Linked DNA regions of Sus scrofa: region 2 is linked to region 1. Evidence: chromatin contacts called from public Hi-C data. All regions are on one chromosome and are shown on one strand. Each heading gives the region's core, a stretch centred on a gene start, on an enhancer-like site or on the middle of the called end of the contact. The rest is flanking DNA. Distances are from core to core; before and after follow the strand shown. Region 1 has its middle 110 kb from the start of PROX1. Region 2 has its middle 230 kb from the start of PROX1.

Region 1 (3,367 bases), core at 410-2,909:
GGCTGCCTTCACCACCGGGGCTTCCCAAATGCTCTGGAGAACTGGAGATAGAAGTCTTTACGGGCAAGGCTAAGTCGATGGTGACATGTGTTCTTGGTGCGAAACCGCTCTCTGGGTGAGCATGAGTCTGGGGAGGCTTGGGGAAGTGTGTTGGAAAACTTTCCCTCTGTCTCCAACGAACTGGTTTCCTGAGGAAATGAAAAATGGAGGTGGGGTGGGTGGGAAGGAATGAAAAAATTCCAGTAAGGAAAAAAAAATGAGCTTTTTTTTTTTCTTTGGAACAGAGAGAGTTATTGGCAGATCTGAAATTCCAGGATCTAATATGTGTATTAGAAATACAAAAGGCTTTAACAATTTTTTTTTTTTTCCATTTTAAACCTGAACTATGAGACACTAGAACAAGCAGTTAAAAAGACAACACTTTGAAATTGGGGGCTTTGGCCCAGACAGATCAGGGTTCATGTCCCTCCCCGCACAGCCCAAAAGAGCAGGTACTTTCTGACATCCATTAATACCGTTTATGGTTAAATTGCTGGACCCCACGTGGACTGAAAGGGCCTCTTTATCTTTAAACAAACAGATGAGGAAAGAGGATCTCCCCCACCCCAGTCTAGACCTGGATTGGTGAGGCCACATCATGGGTTTTTCCATTCCAGCTATCAATCTTCCCTTTTGCGATTTGAGAGAAATAAAAAAGGAGAGAGAGAGAGAGAGAGAAGTACGGGAGGAGAGAGGTGTGATCAGAAAGTTACCTTGAAAGAAGCTGGTCTGACTCTGGCTGAACATGTCGCGGAAGAGGGGAGTGTTGAGGATTTCTGGGGCCGTCTGCTCTCCCCCCACCCTTCACGGAGTGTCCCACAACGCTCAGGCTGGAGCTCGTGTGCAGGGTCCCTGCTATAGGTCTGGGGTTACAACATCAGCGTCATCAGCAACAACAGTCGCAGGGGAGAACAGAAAGCCGTTATCAAGTATCTTCCGAACACAGCACCCTGCGAGCTGATGCAGAAAAAAAGTGCAGCCACAGCTCTGTCACGTCAGTTTACAGGCTGAGAATAACCTCCTAGCCTTCTCAGGGAATAGCCAGTATGCTAATGACAAGGCGATTTTCTTTTGTTTGTAACACGGTGCCACGTGGAGGGAGGATCGCAAGGTTTGGTGACAGAAAAAACTGGGTTAGAATCCCCATTCTTTCACCCTCTGTCTTCTCATCTGTGAAAAGGGGGTGAAAGGAGCCCCCACACAGAGTCGTTGTCAGGATAAAGGGAAGTAACATCCATCGCAAGTTTAACACGGTTCGGCCACAGAGCAAGTTTTCCATAAATGGCTGCCATTGGTATCAGGTGTAGAGAAACAGTAGCATTTGGTGAGGACAGCTACGTGCAAGACACTGATGGAAGCTCTTTGCATGTATTCCTTCTTTTTCCTTATAAGCATCCTATGTGGTAAATGCTATTAGTCTCGTTTCACACACGTGAGGAAACGGAGGCACACAAACCCATGATCACAGGGTTAGTTCCAGACACTTCCTCAGAAAGGAAAGTCCAGTCGTTGGTCTCAAGAGGTGAGCTGCTATTTTTGCCCAACACACCTGAGAGGGAGATTTCACCACCATCCTTCTCATTTGCTGACGCCAGTCAATGAGCGTCCAACATCAACTGGACTCTGTCTCCTTGGACAGACCCCAGGCTCAATACAGGCTCAATAACTCTATGAACAGTTACCCTTGCCCTGTTCTCCCATCTGAAAACAAAAAGGGGGACGGTTACATAAAGCAATGCTGACCTATATTCTTGACGCTCTAAGTTGCTTCTGGCTCCCCAGAGTGAACACGAAGGTTCACTAAGACAGAAGCACAAACCAATGTTTGATCACTCTTACCCCTCAGATGCCCTGCCGTTAGCTCAGCTTGGCTGAGAACCAGTGGCTATTGACTGATTTGGTTCTGTTCCCTCCAGGGAAAATCAGCTCTCCAAACACCAACCCAAAATGAAACAACAAAAGAAACAAAACAAAACACGTGGGCTAGACAAACATAATTTCAGAGTTTTTACAGAAAAATCAAGTTTTCAAAAGGCTGGTTGGCATTACAGAGGAGTTCTTTAAAGACATTGCTTACTTTTCAAATATTTAAGCACCATCAAATAAGAGTATTGGTAAGTGTGCTTCCGGAGACTAGATTTAATGACAAGTGACATTTCTCCTTTCTATAAATATAGTATTTGTATAGATAAAAGTTTGGCTCCTCATAATTAAACATCTTCTCCTACAAACTTGTTTTGCTACTTCACTTAGGACACATTGTTTCAAAATGAAAAAACAAGTCTAATTTTTTAATCTAAATTATCCAAATTTGAGGTTTCTTATAAAGTTTTATGGTTATTAGTTTTTAAATTGCTTGCTTTTTTTTTTTTTTAAAGGATGCTTGAAAAACCTACTGACTTAATCTCTTCTGAAGTCATTAGCATCAGAGAAACAGAAGCAGTGGCTGATGTCCTGGGCTCTCAATGCTGTTTTAACACATGGTTTATTCCTTACAAGGTCCCCAAACCCTACATCGTAGGTCCCCAAGAGGAGTCAGAAGCCCAAGTTCAGGTAGAGAACTATCACTGAATGATGTAGGGACAACCAAAACCTCACTTAAATTACACGGGCTTCATAGTAGCCTATCTCCTGTGATAACAGAACCATCTCCATGGGTTCCTCAGAGATGATGCTGGTGACAGTGTTGATGACAAGGTTGACGGCAGTGGTGATGGCAGTGGTGATAATGGCTGTGGTGGTGATGCTGATGTCGAGGCTGATGGCAATGATGGTGACGATGAGAGCAGTTGCTATTTATTGAGTCTTGTCATATGCCAAAGCACTAGTCTAAGCCTTTCACTTGTGTTAACACACGATATGCTTCTGGAAACCCTGGACCAGAGATCTCTTCCTGAATCCCTCTCCATTGCGTATTCTTGAGCCAAGAACTCTGTGGAAGATTGCTTTTCCAAAAAGTACCCTCAACAATATCTTTCATCATACACGCCTTTTGTACACTGTGTTTTTGATATTCTTCCATCGATAAGTGAAGTCCCTATTTCCTCCCCTTGAATCTGGGTGGATCGCTAACCATGGCAGAAGTGATGCATGTGACTTCCAAGGCTAGGAGATAAAAGGCATGACAGCTCCTGCCTATTTTCTTTTCTTTTTCCTTTTTTCTGAGATACTTGTCCTGAACCCCAGCCATGAAGCATGAGGAATCTTGAGCCACAAGGAAAGGCTCTGGGTAAATGCTACATCTTTACAACTGGCAACTCCAGAGGGTTCCCAGCCACAACCATCAATCTCCAGATGTGTGAGGGTGTCTCCACTGACTCCAGTCCCC
Region 2 (3,367 bases), core at 419-2,918, 350 kb before region 1:
AGTTGGGAATAAGAAAGAAGTGTCTCCTCTTTGAGAGGGTGAAATTAATCAGTAACTGTTGACCTGTTTGGAATTGAGGACACAAACTGGGCTGCCATCACATGGCTTGTGCAGACCTCCCCATGTGACATTCCTTGTGGATGGGAGATGATAAGGAAACACAGGACTTTCCAGTGTGCAGTCTTCGAGAAAGGCTGACAGTGTGTCACGTCCCTTGGTGGTGTAAGTTCCCACATAGGAAAATCTTACAGGCCCTCGCCGGTTCTTCTGGACGACCTCCGCGTGGGCGGCTCTAAACACCTTCTCTGATTTTTCATTCCCCTTGACATCTGTGCTGTGGCCCTTGGCGTGATGGAGCATCCTCGCAAAGCTCATGAGGGCATTCCCCGTAATGACCCTCTCCTGCGCGTGGATCCTGACCTGGACACAGCGAGAGGCATTTCCAGAAGTCTCTCTCGTGAGCCTGAACCAAGCGGGCGTCTTCCCTCCCTGTCCATGTTCCATCCTCCCCAAGTGCTCCTGCTGCTCTGCTCTTCCTTCTCTGCCTCTCACCTCACTCACTCAAGTTCTGCCCTTGGGCCTCTATTCTCCTCGTCTTCTAAGGCGTCAGCACCTCGCATGGTTTTCTCTGTCACCTCCAAGGGGATGGCTTCCATGTTGCTTCTCTTCGGCCCCCACCCGCGGGCCTTTCTCCAGCCCAACATTTGCCATTGCTGGTGCACGTTTCCACCCGGGTGTTCCACCAGCACCTCGAAAGGAGGGAGAACCACGCCACTCTGTGTCTCTTAAACGTGGCCTCCTCCAGATGTCCCTGTTTCTGTTGATTCTACCAGCACTCTAGTCTTTGTATCTTAAATGCTTTCTCCTTCCTCTCCTCATAGCTCCTTGGGGACCCAGCCCCACTGATTCTCGCTTTGTCCAGGCTCCTAATTCTCCTTTCCTTTACAGGCCATTTCCGTGGTGCTAATTCAGGCTCTGTTGCTGCAATGTCCTCTTACTTTAGTTCTCTACCGTCTTCAGTCCGGGATACTGCTGCCTGATGGATCGCTTTAGAACATTACTTTTTTCAAGTAACAACCCTGATCAGAGCCCATCACTGTCTCCCCACCGGCTACTGCTGGGATATGAGGTCTTCTAAGATCAGGTCCAAATCCATGGTTCCCAGAGCACATCTAATTATTCCTGAGTGCAAACTGGTCTTTTCAGTACTTTGAAATAGAACTTGCTTTTGTTCTGTTTTGTTCCCTCTGCTGCTATCTCTTTGAAATACTTTTTTCTTTTTTTTTTTTTTTGGCCTTTTGTCTTTTTAGGGCTGTACCCATGGCATATGGAGGTTCCCAGGCTAGGGGTAGGGGTCTATTCGGAGCTGTTGCTGCCGGCCTATGCCAGAGCCACAGCAACACCAGATCTGAGCCGTGTCTGTGACCTACACCACAGCTTATGGCAATGCTGGATCCTTAACCCGCAGAGCGAAGCCAGGGATCGAACCTGAAACCTCATGGTTCCTAGTCGGATTCATTTCCCCTGGGCCACAACAGGAACTCCTGAAATACTCTTCTTCTCCCCTACATCATAAATCCTACCAAGCAAGTCTTGGTAGGTCAGTGGTTCAGCCTTCAAGATTTCTATAACCAGAATCCATGCATCCACTCAGCAATTATTTCCTGAGTATTTGCCCTGTGCCAGCCTCTGTCCTGGGTACAGAGATACAGAAGTGAATAATTAGCCAAGCCTCCTGGTCTCATGGAGTTTACATTGGGGGAGGAGAGGAAGGGACGTAAAACAGCAAACAAATAATGAGATACTTTCAGAGCGTCATGAATGCTACTTGATCTCAGCAGCCCTCTTCTTGAAAGAGAAACAGGGCGTCTCAGAGAAGTTAAATGCCTTCCTAGAGATCACATGGTTAGCAGGTGACAATGCCTGGATCGCAGATCAGGTCTTCTGAGCAGTTTCCATTATCTGCATGACTTGTGGTTTCTTCAGCCAAATGTGAAACTGCTCGGGTGAGGTGGTCATTGAACTTGTCTTAGCACTTAGCACACTCCTGGGCATGCTGCACGTGCTCACGGGCACTTTGTGGGAAGAAGGAACTGAGGAAAGCCGGCTGGAGGGCAGCGGGGAGAAGGGGTGTGCCAATGAGGGGTGTGCCAATGAGGTCACAGAGCATCGGTTTTCTTTTCCGAGCCAATGTATCTCTTTAGGATCTCTCGCATCCCCCTATCACTTAGCCCATCAGAGAGTCTAGGGGCTAAGAGAGATGCTGTCAGGGAGTACCGGCTTTTATTTTCCACTAAATTTCCTCTGTGAGTAGCCAGTTCTATCACTTGGACTGTGAGTATGACCCAGGGGGTCCTCCGTGTCCAGCCGGCTTCCTGCTCCTGACGGTGACAAGTGAGAACCAGAGAGAACTCGGCAGGAGCAAGACTGGAGTCAGGGCGATTTGTTCAAAACAATCTGACTGGTTCCTTTCACTCACCCCCACTCTTTTGTCCACGGCTCTTCAGGAGGAAAGAAAAGAGAGAGGTGGAGAAGGAAGATGGGAGGAAGCAAGGGAAGAAAGAGGGTTTTTCCTATTTCTAGACTCACAAGGCTGAACAATAACCGATCTTCAAGGAAAAGGGGGTTGTTGAAATTGCATGTGCAATGGTCTCCCTTACATCCAAATGATAATCTTGTTCCTTCCCATCGACTTTTAATGGACTCGATATTGACGATGATGGTTTGACTAACAAAAACCGTAGCAATGAACGGCACCCCTGATGCTGATCTCCCTTTAAATTATTTTCCATTTAGCCGTCAATCCTATAGCCTGCCATAAAACTTTATTGAATAGCTCATTTGAGCAGAGAATACTTTTGAAAGAATATTAGTAAACTCTTTCAATGGAGTCAAAACACCAAAATGGAAAATTCAAGTTTTGAAGAGAGCCATTAAGTGTGATTAAACCTTTAAAAAGGAGAGAACAACGCCCGCAGAACTCTATTTAGCCATTTCATATCTTTAATTGTCCAAAGATTTACTTTAAAAGCACAGACATGAAAGGATGCTCAATGTTACAGTATTTCGAGGGGGAGAGTGAAGATAAGCCCTGTTCACCAGCAAATGGAGCTCGGCCCAGAAGGAGGGATGACAAAAGCGGCAGGGACCTGCTTCCTTCTATAATGTAGAGAGAGGGGGGGATAAAAAGGCAGCCATTCTTGACTCAGCTTTGAGGAGCACAATGGGAATGATTAGGGATCCAGAGTGGGAGCACATTTAAGTAGCAGTGACATCCACCAGTTAGCTGGTGATTAGGATGAAAACTGAGAGCAAAGGAGGGAGGTGGAGGGATGGGAGAAACTGGGGAGAGAGGCTTGAAAGGTGG

The links. Hi-C and Micro-C count contacts between places; a contact is called where the count stands out from the background.
Region 2: a contact with region 1 is called in a Hi-C map of liver, with 7 times the contacts expected there. The contact joins two enhancer-like sites. A contact is called at or near these places in 3 of 47 Hi-C or Micro-C datasets (liver and skeletal muscle).

Annotation. Positions count from the first base shown.
Region 1 is chr9:129,456,928-129,460,294 of Sscrofa11.1, reverse strand. No RefSeq gene overlaps it. Among named protein-coding and RNA genes, the nearest start is that of PROX1, 110 kb to the left of the region's middle. Within about 2 kb of position 1,659, at least 2 of the 83 cell types and tissues checked have an H3K27ac peak or open chromatin away from gene starts, as enhancers often do. A contact at or near this core is called in liver, where this site is marked.
Region 2 is chr9:129,804,557-129,807,923 of Sscrofa11.1, reverse strand. No RefSeq gene overlaps it. Among named protein-coding and RNA genes, the nearest start is that of PROX1, 230 kb to the right of the region's middle. Within about 2 kb of position 1,668, at least 5 of the 83 cell types and tissues checked have an H3K27ac peak or open chromatin away from gene starts, as enhancers often do. A contact at or near this core is called in liver, where this site is marked.